2 separate regions of the Zea mays genome follow, and region 2 is linked to region 1. The links are chromatin contacts, called in public Hi-C maps. All regions are on one chromosome and are shown on one strand. The core of a region is the stretch at or near the end of the contact, and the rest is flanking DNA. Distances in the headings are between cores, read along the strand shown. Region 1 holds the start of LOC100281857 (GTPase activating protein). Region 2 holds the start of LOC100277216 (protein LAZ1 homolog 2).

Region 1 (3,992 bases), core at 1,008-3,507:
CGGTTAGGATAAATGTAACAGCCAAGAAACAAAAAAATCAAACTGTAGCCGCGCCCCCGCAAGGGGGGGCCGGATTTCGGCGGACCATTCACGCGCATGTCGTGCGCCCTTCGCCCCGGCTCGGCGAGGCGAGCGAGCGCGCGCGTGTGGCTCTCCACACTCTCTCCTCTCGTCTATGACTTGGTGAGTGAGTGTGGCTTCCATATTTAATCTAGCTCTACTTCACTAGAACTAGCAATATGGTGCTATTGGTACACCTATTCCCTAGTCATCCACTTATATGGGCTTTTGTGATTTTCCTGGGATTTATTTGAATTTCTCAATTGGGCCTAGCCCATAAATCCTAACAAAAGGGAGGGTGATGTCCGGGTTGGGTTTTTGCTATTCGAATTGATGCAGCTCTAACCTATAGCAATAAAATACGATGAAAATAGTAGAAGTCGGTACGAATTAAATCTAAATTGGTAGTTCTCTTTGTGACAGTGAATTAAATCTAAGTTGGTAGTTCGCTTTGTGACAGTGGAAGGTGGTACGTGCTGTGTGGGCAAGCCACCACCACTAGTCAGCGAACTTATATGATGGGCCAACAACCAAGCAGTCAAAGCAGTTGGAACGCCATAAGCTGGAAGAATCTATTTGAAGGAATTGGTTATGAGGAATCTTGTTAAGCTAGTGAAGATAGAAAATGGCGGTGGTGGTGAATTTGTGGCTGCTCACCATAAGGTTCATGCATTTTTACAGCATGAAGCACAAGAGGCTGCTCAACTTTGTGGGTATCCATAATATCCCCTTCTTTACGAGATGGCAACAACCAGTCGTCTCTCTCTACAGAATTATACAGTTAAATATGCTGCTCTGTCCAGCTCTTTGCGAAAATTACGACCTATCTTGTCCAACTTCCAGGAACACACGTGTTTTATTGTATGTATAGAACCAAAAGAAAAACTCCCGAAACCATGCCAACCACTCGTAGACACATCTTATAGACAGTGGCGGACGCAGGACGAGAATTCATGGGGGGCCAAAAAACCACATGACAAATCAAGCAAAAGATCATAAAAACCAGCGTTGCATTGATTTCAAGTTTTATATCAATACACGATATAAATCCAAAGAAAAAATAAATAAACAAAAGAAGTAAACATGATGTTAAGTTCTTACTAGCCTAATAAAAATTGGGTGTATCTTGCCGAATATTGATCTCTTCGATGGGCAGGTGTGCCGAGAAAGGGGTGGGTCAAGGGACGTCTCTAGTTGAGAGATAGGGCTCGTTGGTTCGACAAGCTCGTTGACCTCCAAGGACGGGTCACATCATCGCGACAAACAAGATCGGACATGCCGAGGTAGCTAGCGTCATGAGAATGACGAGCGAGGCGGGGGCACCGCGAAGGGGTGGGGTTGTGTAGTGTCGCGACATAAGGAACAAGACATCGAAGCAGACTGGATCAGGCGGTGTCGATAAGAATGGGACTGGGCCATAGTCAAAATGTTCCTGGATCGATTGGATTGAGGAACGGGGTCATGGGTTGATTCTATGGGACAGGAATATTATGAATTTGATATGTTGAGTCTAATGGGCCGATGATCTCGGGTTGATTCTATGGGTCAAGGGTCGTGTTCTAAAATTTCAATAACAACCTAACACCAGTCTAATACCATCTCATTCTACCATTGAAACTTTAGGCTATCTCTATCAGATTCTCTATCTTATCCTCTATTTTAAATCTTACTCTACAAACAGTGTCATCTACAGTTCTGTATTCCCTATTTTACACTACTTGCTGGAGACAGTGTTATACAAATAGAAAACTTCAACAGACCTAAAACTTTAATTTTTCTCTATACTAACACTAAATGAATATTAGATATATAAGAGAGAGAGAAAATTGAGAGGGGGGCTATGGTCCACTTTGCCCCCCCCCCCCTCTCGGTCCGCCCCTGGTCATAGACAACGATTCTCTAGGATGCTCTGCTCGTTTGTGCGAGTCCAATAACGTTGTTATCTTCGTGCGCGTCCATGCATATCGGGAGGGCCATCCTGCCTGCCGGTGAGCTAAAGCTAAATTAGAGACGACGCCGGAGGAAATGGATGGCCCAGATAGAAGATGGGAGCCATCCATGAGACGACAGTGTCTGCGCATGCATGCGCGTAGTCGTCCGCTCCCCGCGCTTGTCGTCCAGCCTCTTGCTCTGCAGCAGACTCTTCTTGCCTCCCCAAGGAGATCTCCCGGCCTAGCTCCGTCCAGTTGGCCAAGCCGGAGCAAAAAGCTTGTGCGTCTGGCTGTCTCCGGCCGGCCGGGCTTGTCGTACGTCCTCCAATCCGTTGACGGTCAGGCCCTCTAGCTTTTGCTCGGTGTTCTGGAGACAGAGCGAGAGAGAGAGAGAGAGAGAGAGGTAGACGGAGATGGAGTGCCTGCTGGGGCTGCTCAAGGTGCGGGTGGTGCGAGGAGTGCACCTGGCAATCTGCGACCCGCTCACCCACAGCAGCGACCCCTACGTCGTCCTCCGCCACGGAAAGCAGGTAAAGTATAAACTGCATGCCACTCCAGCTTTCATAGCTTACTCTTCTATACCCCTCTCCATCTTACTGAGTCTGAATGGTATGGTATGCTCAAGTCTAAATAGTTTTTTTTTCAAAATAATTTTTTTCTAGTAATATGTTTTTCTCTTTAGCATCTACATATCACACCTATTTATATCTACGTACCTTAGTTTCCGTGTAGATATATTTTTCTTATCTAAAAAACCATTTCCACTCTCTCTCGCTCTTTCTAAATTCAATAGCACATCATCATCATTTCATTGAGTTATCGTCATAGTTAATAAATATAGAAACCATCTAGTTCCTAGGTTGGAAATACCCTTACACGGTTAGGGTCTGTTTAGAATATGGTAAAACACGTCGAAAAGAGGCACACATGAAGCTTTATTTTCTTATTAGGCTTATACTGCTGTATACTGTCCTTTGTCCTATAATGGTGCTTCTTCCGTTGAGATATAACATATATGGTTCCAAACAATAATTAAGCATTTTTACATCTCCGGCGTGAGAAGAGCTTTTTCTTAGGAAAAGCTAAAACCCAACAAAATATCTCCAAATAAAATCTCCTTAAAAATTAAACATCTTCCTAGCTAATTTGGTCTTTTTGCCACGGAAAAAGGAAAAAAAAAGGTTCTCCAATAATTTTGCAAAATATCTCCTAAAATATAGGTGTTTGATAAATCTATCTACCCCTCAGCTTCCATATCAGTTTCTTCAAGCTCGATCTTCCCAACCTTCAGATGAACCATAAAGCCAAGAGAAATCATGATCATAATAAAAGAGCTTGCTCTACCAATGAGTAAATAATCTGTAGTAGCTTTATTAAACCCTAGATCTCTCGTGGTATGTCATGACAATAGGTAGAAACATAAGTTGAAACATTCTGTAGCTAGAAAGACGGTCATTGAAGATACTATACTATAGCCATTTGTTTACCTTAGAGTAGTTATTAGTATGAATAACATAAACTCTACTATAGCCATTTTCACTTTCCAACTGTCCTCACTCCAAAAGATTAAAAAAATATATAAGTTTCAATATAGGATCGTTGAAATGAGAACTTAAAGAGAATTGTTTTGCATCTGAGTCCTCTTTTAATTGCTAACGATATGGACAACCTGTTTTCATATATACTGCACAGAAAGTGAAATCAAGTATAAAATACCGCACGATCAACCCAGAATGGAACGAGGAGCTCACCCTGTCCATCACGAACATGATGAACCCGGTCAAGATTGTAAGTTCATCATCTCCATGATCTGATCCCAAAAATGCAGCGGCAACCTTGCGCTTCGACTGACAGTGTGAGCTCTTCCTCGTTTCTGGCGCGCGCGTCGACTGACAGGGACTCTTCGACCACGACACGTTCACCAAGGACGACAGCATGGGCAACGCCGAGTTCTGCATCCTCAACTTCGTGGAGATCGCGAAGCAGGACCTGAGCGACGTC
Region 2 (4,515 bases), core at 1,012-3,511, 240 kb after region 1:
ATTTTTATTTAGTTAGAGCCAGGTTTTGGGTTCAAAATTTAGATTAATCCAGTGACCATTCTTCTGTAACTAGATTTTTCTAATGAAGACCAACCACAGAACCAAAAGCCTGTATAATTGATTTTTGAACTAATAGAAATGATCTAGAGATGCATTAAGCAACTGTTTTCATGGTAGCTACAATAATACAAACAGCCGAAGTATAAATATTTAAAAAGAAATGAAATTCAGAGCTTCACTATAGAATAGGTACAGTATATTGTGTGACTGTAATAACTGTGTCCTGAGCTTGCGTTCCCTCCATGGAGATCTGGAATCAGAGGGAGTAAATACTACAACTGAAATCAGATCAGCGCTGGAAGCAATATCATACAGGCAAAAGGTACAATCAGTTGGGACTCAGCCCCTTGCCTCAGGATACATAACAAAGGGAGGAGGAGCTGGTGTTGGATTCAGCACACCAAAAGCTACTGCAAGGCAAGAGGGAGCAAGGACAAATTGATGGTAGAGTATTAGGGTGGCAAGAGAAAGAAGCAACTGTGGGAAAGAACCACTGTGCAGTGGGCATGACTGTGAATAAAAGCAGTGCCATATGATATGTGCTATATACATTTCAAGTAATTAAATATAAATCTGAATCCTGAAAATAGTTTTTTCTAGCCTCCTAGTTTATTTACTTAACTAGAGTGTGGTAAGAAGACTATTTCCTAAACAGTTGAATACTTCTGTAGGAGGCTTGATGAAGGAAACTATCTTATGCTCCTTTATTAGGGTACATGTTCAGTTACAGTAACTGAAATTCAGTTTTTTTTCAAGAGAGCAAATGGCACCATGTCTCTATTGATCACCAACTAATGACTTGGCATAATCCACACTTAACTAAAATGGAGCCAATTAAGGCACACTGTTTCATTGGTTGAAAAATAAGGAACTTGCCAATTATGTGCAGGGTGCTATAAGTTAAAAACTACTGTTTAGAGCAAGGATCTCATTCATCAGAGAATGAAAGGACTCTCAGCTAGGACATTTTCTAAATAGCTTTTTGTGAACCGCATATCACAATATCAGCATAGCCTTTCACATATGTGCAAGACAGGACACCAAAGTCATTCAACTAAGAGTATTCCACTCTTAACTGACCCACACCTCAGCTTCGTCTCAGGGTATATGGAATGGGACACTTCACCCCTGTACATGTACAAGAATATAAAAACAAAACAGACTGTGTTTTGACTTTTGAACACCTATAATTTGTGCAGCAAATTGGCAAAATTAATTATCCAAAGCCACTCGAGTAAGTAGGACATACAGCCACTGCTCGATGGGAAGATAATCAAGCAAGCAGGATTTCTGCGCCGACACAGTGGCCTGAGCACTAGACACATATGAAATAATTTAACAAATTTGCAGACCTAAGTTTTCGTTTCTTTTCTAGTAAAAAGCGCATCAGAATTTAACCTTGGACTTCTCAACAAGTAGAAAGAGATGTTACAAGTAGAAATTCACATAATATTTTCAAAATCAAGCAAGGATTGGGAACCAGGGCTACATGATACACGAATCCTAGCTGCAATCCTACATCAGACAACACATAAACATAAATAGGGGTCTTAGCATGCTATTGCATTCAGTCGTGTTGCCACAGCGATTCCTGGAACTGTTTTGTCAAATGCATTAACTCTGCAAAGTAAAGCAAACCAGAAGCCGATGGCAAAAGGTAGGTTGTTACTACTTGACAACTCAAAGCTCACGGTTCCAGTCATGTGCCTCTACGTCAATCAACAAGCCGCCCTATGAACCGAATCTCGTGACCGCAAGTCGCGAGAGCACGGCGGCTGCCGACTAGGGTCGCAGTCGCACCCGCTTTGGATCAATACCCCGGCGAGAAACCTCAGGGCGAGCAGGAGCATGGCATCCAGACCAGAAAGGCCACATGTACATGGGAAACCGGCGTCCACCGCCTGAGGTAAGCGGGAGAGCTCTCACCTTGGCTGGAGCACTGCAGCCTCCGCGCGTGGTTGTTGGAGTCGTCGCTGCCGCCGCGCCTCGGCCTCGCGAGTCGCGACGTCTGGGCCACTCGCTCGGTTCCCTCCGCCAGTCCACGTGGTCACTTGGCAAAGTCAAGGACTAATTGCAGATTTGCAGTGACGATCTGGCTGCAGGTGGAGGTGAACCCTCAGATTAACTGTCTGACGTCTGAGGCGTGCCATACTGCCATCTGGTTTCTGGTAGCATCCACCGATCCACGGCTCCGGCAGCGTCGACACACGGGCCTCGCGGTTGTTACAAAATATTACATATGTAATCAATCCAAAGGATGCGACAGTTTTGCCCAAGGGACACACCTCTTAGGATACACCCCTTCACTTATATATAAATTGTCCTGTCACTGCAATAAAGAACAACAGTTCTGTCATTTGTCTCTCTCTCAATCTCGTTACCACTGAGTATACTTCAACACGTTATCAGCACTGCTCCGAGATAAGAGAAGAAAATTTCTGCTGAAGTTCCTTGGTCGTACGAACAAGAAGACCAAGCCGAACACTACCATTAACAGGCGGTTGCAAAAGTTAATGCATCAAGACGTTGATCAAGGGCAGATCCTGCAGATCTAGATATTGTGAAAAGAACATTAAAAATGGTAGGATCATTACCCTTTTCTGAAGTGTTCTTTTGGCACTGTCGTCCTTTCAATTTCTACACAAATTGCATGAAGGACATTGCCTGGCACCCTGGCCGTGGCTTCGCGGGCTGCAGAGGCCATGAATGCTTGCCAGATCCCACCTCGCGAACTGGCAAGGCCCGCTCATGGCCAAGGCCGCGCCCGCGCAGAGGGCCACGAGCGCGCGCGCTGAAGTGGTCGCGCGCCGCCGGGATGTCCGCGTTGTTTCGCGCCCACGACAGGCAGCGCCATGGCCGTTGCGCCATGCAGGGGCCGCGCAAGGCTGCGTGCCGAGGGGCCGCGCAAGGCGGCGTGCCGAGGGGCCGCGGGGCTGCTGCGCGCACGCCATGGCCGCCCGCCAAGCCTCGCTGGGGCTGTATCCGCACCGGGACCCGCTTAGCCGGAGGCACCATGCGGCACCGCGCTCGTGCGCCGGAGTCGGGGGACTCGCCCGCGCGCGCGTCTAGACAGCGCGCCTGCGCTGCCGTGGCCGCTGCGCATGCCAAGGCCGAGCCGCCGCGCCAGCGCCCCCCGAGCCGCGCCCGCGCCGCCCGTGGAGGGCCGCGCCCGAGCCATGCACACCGTGGGGGCCTTGCCCCCGACCCGCCGGGAGACCGCGCGTTCGCGCGCCTGGGTCGTCTGCCCGCGCTGCCGCCGGGGGGGGCCGCGCGCCCACGCCCCCGCGCGCCGGGGCCTGCACCGCGCACCGCCGGGGTCGAGGCCGACCGCCTAGCCGCTGCTGGGGGGTCGCGAACCCGCGCGCCGTCGAGCACCGCCAGGGGCGCTTGCTTGCGCGCTTGTGCTGTCGGGGCCGGGGGCCTCCGCGCGGCCGGGACCTCGCCCGCGCGCGTCGGGGGTCGCGAACCCGTGCGCCGTCGAGCGCCGTCGGGGGCGCTGCGGGCCCACGCCGGGCAGCCGAACCGCCGCCGGCGGGCGCGCCTGCGCCGAGGGGCTGTGCCCGCCCTCGTCCGCCGGCCTGCGGCGAGCCGCCGAGGGTCCAAGGGCCGCACGCCGGTGCAGCCCACACCACCGCGGGGGAGGCGCGCTCGATGTCGAGCCGCTGGAGCCGCACCCGTGCGCGCCGGGGGCCGCCGCGCCTATGCCCAAGGCCGCCATGGCCATCGCTCCTGCCTGGCCTGGACCGCACGCTGCTGGGCCGCCGCGCCCGCCTGGCCGGAGCTGCGCGCCGCCAGAGCATGCGCCGCCGGGGGGCCCGCTCAGGGGGCCGTGCTTCCGGCCACCATGGCCGTGCCTAGGCCGCTCCCACGCCGCCGCCGGGGAGGCCATGGCTGCGCCTGTTGTTTGGTCGTCGCCGCAGGTCGATGTGGTGGGCGAAACCCTAACCGCCTAGGCACTGTACTGGTCGGCTGGGCCACGCTGGCCATTGTACTGGCCGGCTGGGCCGCGCCTGGCCACTGGGCTGGCCCCCTGAGCCGCCTGGGCTGTTCAGCCATATGTTTGGCTGGGCCAAATTTACTTTTTTTATTTTATTTTCTGTACATTTACAGTACAAGACTCTGTGATTGCTTGTAACGCAATTTCAAAATACTATCTAAATTCTCATATTTAGACTACTGCTAATGTTATATGTAATTATACATATTTGTCTGTTTTTATTGTGAAAATGCAGACTTATCAGTGAATTATATTTTTATTTATATTTATGATTCACATGTTTCGACTTGCTTTTGTTTTTTGCATTCTTTTATGTTTGTATGGAAAACATAGCACATTAATTAAGTCGAAACTTAACGGTCCTCATGCAACATAAGATTGCACTTTTTTGGGAAAGGCATAGGGTGATGGAGTCCTAAGCACTGGCTGCGCTAAATTCTTTATAGAATTTAGTAGCC

Evidence for each region. A called contact is a pair of places that touch in the nucleus more often than the background predicts.
Region 2: a contact with region 1 is called in a Hi-C map of ear, with 4 times the contacts expected there. The contact joins the promoter of LOC100277216 here to the promoter of LOC100281857 in region 1. A contact is called at or near these places in 4 of 25 Hi-C or Micro-C datasets (ear, leaf and tassel).

What each region holds. Positions count from the first base shown.
Region 1 is chr2:208,546,891-208,550,882 of Zm-B73-REFERENCE-NAM-5.0, forward strand. It overlaps LOC100281857 (GTPase activating protein), which reads left to right and starts at 2,258. Exons shown (of 3, transcript NM_001154777.2): 1 at 2,258-2,521; 2 at 3,684-3,779; 3 at 3,888-3,992. The coding sequence starts at 2,405.
Region 2 is chr2:208,783,007-208,787,521 of Zm-B73-REFERENCE-NAM-5.0, forward strand. It overlaps LOC100277216 (protein LAZ1 homolog 2), which reads right to left and starts at 2,262. Exons shown (of 5, transcript XM_008672211.4): 1 at 1,987-2,262.